2 separate regions of the Pan troglodytes genome follow, and region 1 is linked to region 2. Evidence: chromatin contacts called from public HiChIP or PLAC-seq data. All regions are on one chromosome and are shown on one strand. Each heading gives the region's core, a stretch centred on a gene start, on an enhancer-like site or on the middle of the called end of the contact. The rest is flanking DNA. Distances are from core to core; before and after follow the strand shown. Region 1 holds the start of MST1R (macrophage stimulating 1 receptor). Region 2 holds the start of GMPPB (GDP-mannose pyrophosphorylase B).

Evidence for each region. HiChIP or PLAC-seq counts read pairs in DNA pulled down with a chosen protein or histone mark.
Region 1: a contact with region 2 is called in an H3K4me3 HiChIP or PLAC-seq map of stem cell-derived excitatory neurons, with 6 times the contacts expected there. The contact joins the promoter of MST1R here to the promoter of GMPPB in region 2.

Annotation. Positions count from the first base shown.
Region 1 is chr2:53,937,880-53,940,971 of NHGRI_mPanTro3-v2.0_pri, forward strand. MST1R (macrophage stimulating 1 receptor) reads right to left here and starts at 1,530. Exons shown (of 19, transcript XM_063805801.1): 1 at 1,504-1,530; 2 at 1-1,401. The coding sequence starts at 1,164.
Region 2 is chr2:53,758,350-53,761,370 of NHGRI_mPanTro3-v2.0_pri, forward strand. It overlaps GMPPB (GDP-mannose pyrophosphorylase B), which reads right to left and starts at 1,328. Exons shown (of 9, transcript XM_516466.9): 1 at 885-1,328; 2 at 679-759; 3 at 541-589; 4 at 259-401; 5 at 1-41. The coding sequence starts at 1,013. IP6K1 (inositol hexakisphosphate kinase 1) reads right to left here. Exons shown (of 6, transcript XM_001166017.8): 6 at 1,604-3,021.

The sequences.
Region 1 (3,092 bases), core at 280-2,779, 180 kb after region 2:
GGATTCACAACAGCGCTCCACACCCTCATCAATTAGTGTGTCCAGCAGGTCAATGGGGAAGGCACAGACGACAGAGTTGGGGCCCACGCCAGGACCACCATCCTTGCCAGTCACAAAGACCCCAAATAGTACTTCCTGGCCCTCGGCGATGCTCAGCTCAGTGGCAAGTTGGGCACCCACTGGAGCGGAGTGGGCCACCCGCAGCACAGGGTAGGGCTGTCCGCCTTCTGGGGCCCCCCGGCGCCTGCGTTTTGGAGCAAATCTGCAGTCGAGGACCAGCTCCCGATAGTCACCCAACTCTGGCTCAGTGGCGCTAAGCCGTGCCAGGCGTGTGTGCAGGGCACTAGGATCATCTGTCACGCTGGCCGGCTGTACAGTCAGGAAGTATACGAAGGCTCCCGTGTGGAAGCTGTGCACATATTCAATACTGTAGGAGACAAGATGCTTGGGCAGCACTGACAACGCCACAAAGCCCGGTGCGAATCCGGAGGCGTCGGCCTTGAGACGCCTGATAGACACTGAGCGTGGGCTGAAGCTGGCAGCCACGGCTGCGTCCAGTGAGGATGCCACGTAGAAATAGGAGGCCTGGCCTTGCTCAACCACAGTTACACGGGTGCCCAATGGGCTGGCCACACAGTCGGGGCAGTCATCGGGCCGGTTATGGTGGGCTGAGAAGAGGCAGGCTGGCGCTGCCAGATGCACGGCTGTCCCTTGGGGCTCTAGGTCATGCAGGAAGCAGCGGCCCTGCAGGCTGGAGCCACAACTGACCAGCGCAGGCAGCGCGGGATCCAGCACCAGCACCTTTGTGTCTGTGTCACCGGGAGGGCCGTGGGGTCCTGGGCCACAGGCTGCACACGTCTGGCAGCCAGGGTCTCCAGCAGGGCCCGTGGCCAGGCTCTGGACAGACTTCAGGTCAGGCCCAAGCACATGCAGGCGATTGCGTATGGCTACAAACACAGCACTCTCATTTCTGTCGCCCTCGTAGGTCACCATGGCCTGTACCAGGCCTCCGGCGGAGAAGCTGGGCACCACGTACTTCACGTCAAAGTCGCGAGAGGCCGCGTAGGGGGTGCGCGGGCACTGCCAGTCCTCGCCCGCCGCGGGCTTGGCAGGCAACAGCAGCAGCAACAGGAAGGACTGAGGCAGCGGCGGGAGGAGCTCCATCGAGGCGAGCTGGGACCCTAGGGGATCCCTACCGGCCTGGGCCTGGACCTGGGCGTGGGCCTGGCTGGGGGCCCGACTCGAGGTCTGGACTGGGCCAACTTTAAGCAGCGGTCCCGACAGCCCCAAGATAGCGGACCCCCGCCCCAGGTTCCTGTGAAACCCAAATCCCTTCCCGGCCCTCGGGTCTGAGCACCTGACGCCTGCGGACGCACGACAGCAACGCCCCAGCCGCCTCACCTGCCGCCCCAGGTTCCTGTGAAACCCAAATCCCTTCCCGGCCCTCGGGTCTGAGCACCTGACGCCTGCGGACGCACAACAGCAACGCCCCAGCCGCCTCACCTGCCGCCCCAGCCGCCGCTGTACACTGGCGCTTAGCGCTCAGCCGACCCGAGGGCGCCGGGCTGGGCGGGCGGAGTCGGGCCGTGGGGGCGGGGCCGCGAGGAAGGCGTGGCCTAGCCCAGGCCCTCCGCCCATCCGACTCTTCCGGCCCTTGGAAGCCTGGCTCCTGTACCTTCACTTGGCGTCTTGGCGCCTTTTTCTCAGCGGCCTGTGGGTGGATGTGCATGGTGTGGCCTGGAGAGAGGTGAGCCAGTCTGAGCCGTCCCATCCCATCCCCCCACTACCGACTGGTTCGCAGCGAGAAGGGGGGCAGGACACTGGGCTCTTTGCTTGCGGTGGAACTAGTTTGCACTTAGTAGCAACACCCTCAGTGGCTGGTGCCCAGAGGTGGCCTGGGGGCCCACCATGTGGAGAACAGAGACCAGGATTGTGTGGAAGACCAGAGGGGAGATGTGGGGCACTTAACAAGAGATGTTATGGGGCGCCACCCTTTGTGGGAAAGGACTGTCCTTTTTTTTTTTTTTTGTGAGAAGGAGTCTTGCTCTGTGGCCCAGGCTGGATTGCAGTGGCGCGATCTCGGCTCACTGCAAACTCCGCCTCCCAGGTTCAAGCGATTCTCCAGCCTCAACCTCCTCCTGTCTCAACCTCCTGAATAGCTGGGATTACAGGCGCGCACCACCACACCCGGCTAATTTTGTATTTTTAGTAGAGACAGGATTCACAGTGTTGGCCAGGCTGGTCTCAAACTCCTGACCTCAGGTGATCTGCCCGCCTCAGCCTCCCAAACTGTTGGGATTACAGGCGTGAGCCACCGCGCCCGGCCGGGACCATTCTTCCATGTGCTTCTCCTGAGCTATCAGCGACAAGATGGTGTCAGAGGAAGGTGTGTTATGCCCTGCTCTCCCAGGGCCATAAGGGTCTTAGGATGGGATCTGGCCTTGCTGACTGGACCTCAGAGTCAGAGAGGCACATAAGTGGAGGCCCATACCTCCTCTGCAGCCTAAGTATATGGAAGCTGTATAATGGGGTCCACAGTATGGGCCTTGGGGACTCCCCCTTCCTTCCTGGCTCTACCCAGTGCCCCCCTGATATGGAGGAATCATGGGCTTTGGCTCTCAGGACACTTCCAACATGCTCTGTAGGCCTTGCTGGATCTTATTCTCTTCAATGAGAATGTAGTTCTGGGCTGGGCACCGTGGCTCATGCCTGTAATCCTAGCACTCCTTTGAGGGGCCAAGGCAGGAGGATTGCTTGAGGTTAGGAGTTCAAGACCAGCCTGGGCAACATAACAAAACTCAACAAAACAAAAAAACTGCTAAAAATGTTTTTAAAATAAAATATGTGACCGGGCGTGGTGGCTCACGCCTGTAATCCCAGCACTTTGGGAGGCCGAGCCGGGTGGATCGCTTGAGGTCAGGAGTTCAAGACCAACATGGTGAACAGACAGATCTGGCCAACATGGTGAAACTATCTCCACTAAAAACAAAAATTAGCCGGGCGTGGTGGTGGGTGCCTGTAATCCCAGCTACTAGGGAGGCTGAGGCAGGAGAATAGCTTGAATTTAGGGGGTGGAGGTTGCAGTGAGCTGA
Region 2 (3,021 bases), core at 78-2,577:
ACCACCACACCGTACTTGGAGGGTTCCTCCACCTTGGTCACCTGAATGCAAGGAAGGGGACCTCGGACCTAGTTCAGTGTTCCTAAGCCTTGATACACATGCCGTTCCAGATCTCAAGAGACTCTGCCCCAAGTGCTTAAAGATACATACTGCACAGCTCTGTATCCATAACATCCGAAGGCAGATGAAGGCTAGGGGGCATGGGAGGCTGGGCATGGAGGGTGAAAGTGTCAAGAGAAAGAAGACCTGGCGCCTTACCAGGATGGAGCCCTCCTGGCCATGGTGCCGGTGGAACTGCACCATGGCTTGGAAGGGGAAATCGCAGATCACGTCACTGTTGAGGACGAAGAAAGGGTCTGCAGTCTCAGAGAGTAGGTCACGGGCCAGCGCCAGGGGCCCAGCTGGGGGAAGGGGACAGGTCACCACCTTGCTGGAGGTCTGAGTCCCTGGATTCAGGCTCAGCAGGCCCAGTTCAGGCTGGGTCTTACCCTTTTCCTGGCCTTAAACCCTCCCCCAAGGGACCTTTCTGCCTCTACTGACCTGTCCCCAAAGGCTCCTCTTCATGGGACATGGAGATTCGGATTCCCAGCTGGAAGGAAGAGGCCCCCCCAGTCAGGTTCTACCAGGATGGGAAGTTGGGCGGGGACCGAGAATAAGGGCCAAGAGTCTGTGCCTCACCCTCTGCTCCTGTGCCTTCATTTCCTTCTCCAGCACCTGCGACATGTAGCTCACGGCCAGGATCACGTGGTCCACGCCTGCCTGTCAGAACGCAGGCCGACGGGCGGGCTCAGTCAGAAGGTACGGGAGCCCCTGACCCCTAGTCGCTGGCCATCCCTAGTCCCGCCAGATCCGAACGCGACTCTGATCCCGACCCAGGGTCTTACCGCGGCTAGCGCCTCCACTTGGTGCAGCAAGATGGGCTTATTGCAGAAGTCCACCAGTGGCTTCGGGGTGCTCAGCGTCAGCGGCCGTAGCCGCGTCCCATAGCCCCCCACTAAGATCAGTGCCTTCATCGCGCCTGCGGACGTTGAGGGGGTGTCCCGGGCTCTGAGGTGCCTGCAGCCCGCCTGGCCGGTCCCTGCCGCGCACTCCCAACGCCGTGCCCGGCCCCGCGCCCTTCAGCAACCCGCCTGACAGACTCTGGCTCCACCTCGTCCGCCCGGTCGCCCTGACGCCGGATCCAGGGCCGCCACAACCCAGAACGCGACACCGGGTAGACGGCTGCTGGCCCCGAACTCAGGCCGGACCCGGCGCGGGCAGTGACGCGACCACCGCGGGCCAATCGGCTGCCGCGTACGTGGCACGGCCGCCGGCGTCGGAACGTTGGGGCGCAGCGCTGCGACAGACATAGCCAATGAGCGCCCGAGTACGCCGGGCTGCCATGGAGACCCGGGCCGGGACCCGCGGGTCAGCTGGCCATTGGCGGATCCAAAGGCGGAACTGGCGCCAAGGGCGAGGCCTTGTTCCCTGCTTCGCCGCGGTCCAGCAGCCGCCGGCCCCGCCCCACGGCCCCGGCCTCGCCCCACAGCCCCGGCCTCGCCCCGAGGAAGGGTGACCAGGGAAGGCTCGCGGGCCACGGGATTTTCACAAAGACAGACTCGCCTCCGTTTCTAGCGGCTTTATTTTTGACATACACGACCTCGGACACAAGCGGGGCGGGCAGCGCTAGGTGTACAGAAAGGAGCGGGCTCGGACCGAGCACCCCCTCCCCCGCACGCAAGGTCCAAAGCAAACGCAACTGCGGCGGGAGCCACCGGCGCAGGCCTCGGGCGGTGGAGACAGGCTTAGCTTCCAGGAAAGAGCAGCAGAGAGCGATTCCCAGAACGCGAGGGCTTACAGTTCCCCGGGAAGCAAAAGAACCAGGTCCTTCCCAGGGTTCTCCATTATTTTTTCCTCATTAAAATATATTTTAAGTCAGCACAAACATAACCAAATTGTACAGCTTTAAAGTTCAAAGCAGTCTGCATCTAGGGAACGTGCATGTGGTCAGGAGTGAGCGCGTGAGCAGCGGCTACGTAACTAGCACAGGTGCCAGGCCCCTTGATGGGAATCCCCATGCCCATTGCACAGGCCCAGAGAGGGAGGGGTGGGGTCCCTGGCAAGTTGCTACACTGGTCCCCTTCCTCTTTTAAGCACCACCCGTCCCACCCCACCCTCAGGGGCTGGTGTCAGCTTGGCCCAGGGAAGCACTATAGAGAGGGCTCACCTGAGCACCCCAACCCATGATCCCATGTTGCACTTTGGTCCCAAGTTGGGGCTAAGAAGGCTGGGCCTGGCAGGGACAGGGCTCTCTGGCATGGGGCAGGGAGAAAGCAGTGGCAGACAGTATGCACACACACTTGCCCACTACCATTAAATAACAGGGCTGGGTCTCCAGGTGTCCAAAGTGCTGAAAAGAGGGGCCCTGCTCTAAGGGAGCAGCAGCAAATCCCAGGCCTTCCCACTCTTTGTAGTGCCAGGAAAATACTGAATGTAAGTGGGTGCAGCTTTGCTCGCTGTGAGGAGCAGCAGAATGCGGCAGCCTCTCCTCCCAGAATCTAGGAATCTGGGAGGCACAGGACATCCCCAAAAGGTCCCAAACAGTTCCAGACCCTATGTCTTACCCTCCACCTTACCAGGGAATGACTATCTACACTAATGAAGGGCTACTGCCCCCATGGCTGAAGCCACAGAATGGTACAGGAGAGAAGACCGTAATTTGTGACCAGAAACAGGCAAGCTGTCCCTCCCAGCCCCAAAGAATGGGAACCTGCCCACCAGTGGCACCAGGGCTGGGGGCTAGGAGAGATGGCATCCATCAAGGAGCCCTTAAGAGGCTGCATCTCTAAGGACCAGGAAATGAGTCCATCAGTTACCAAGGCTTCTTACAGCTGGCAGGCTTACCTTTAAAGCCAAACAGGCACTTGCCTAAAGTGACAATGAACAGTGTGGCCCTAGGCTCAAAGGAGAGGGTGCTAACCTTGGCAATGGCTGAAATTGGTGTCACCTCCTGGCCATCTGTTAGAAGCAGCAGATCTGTGC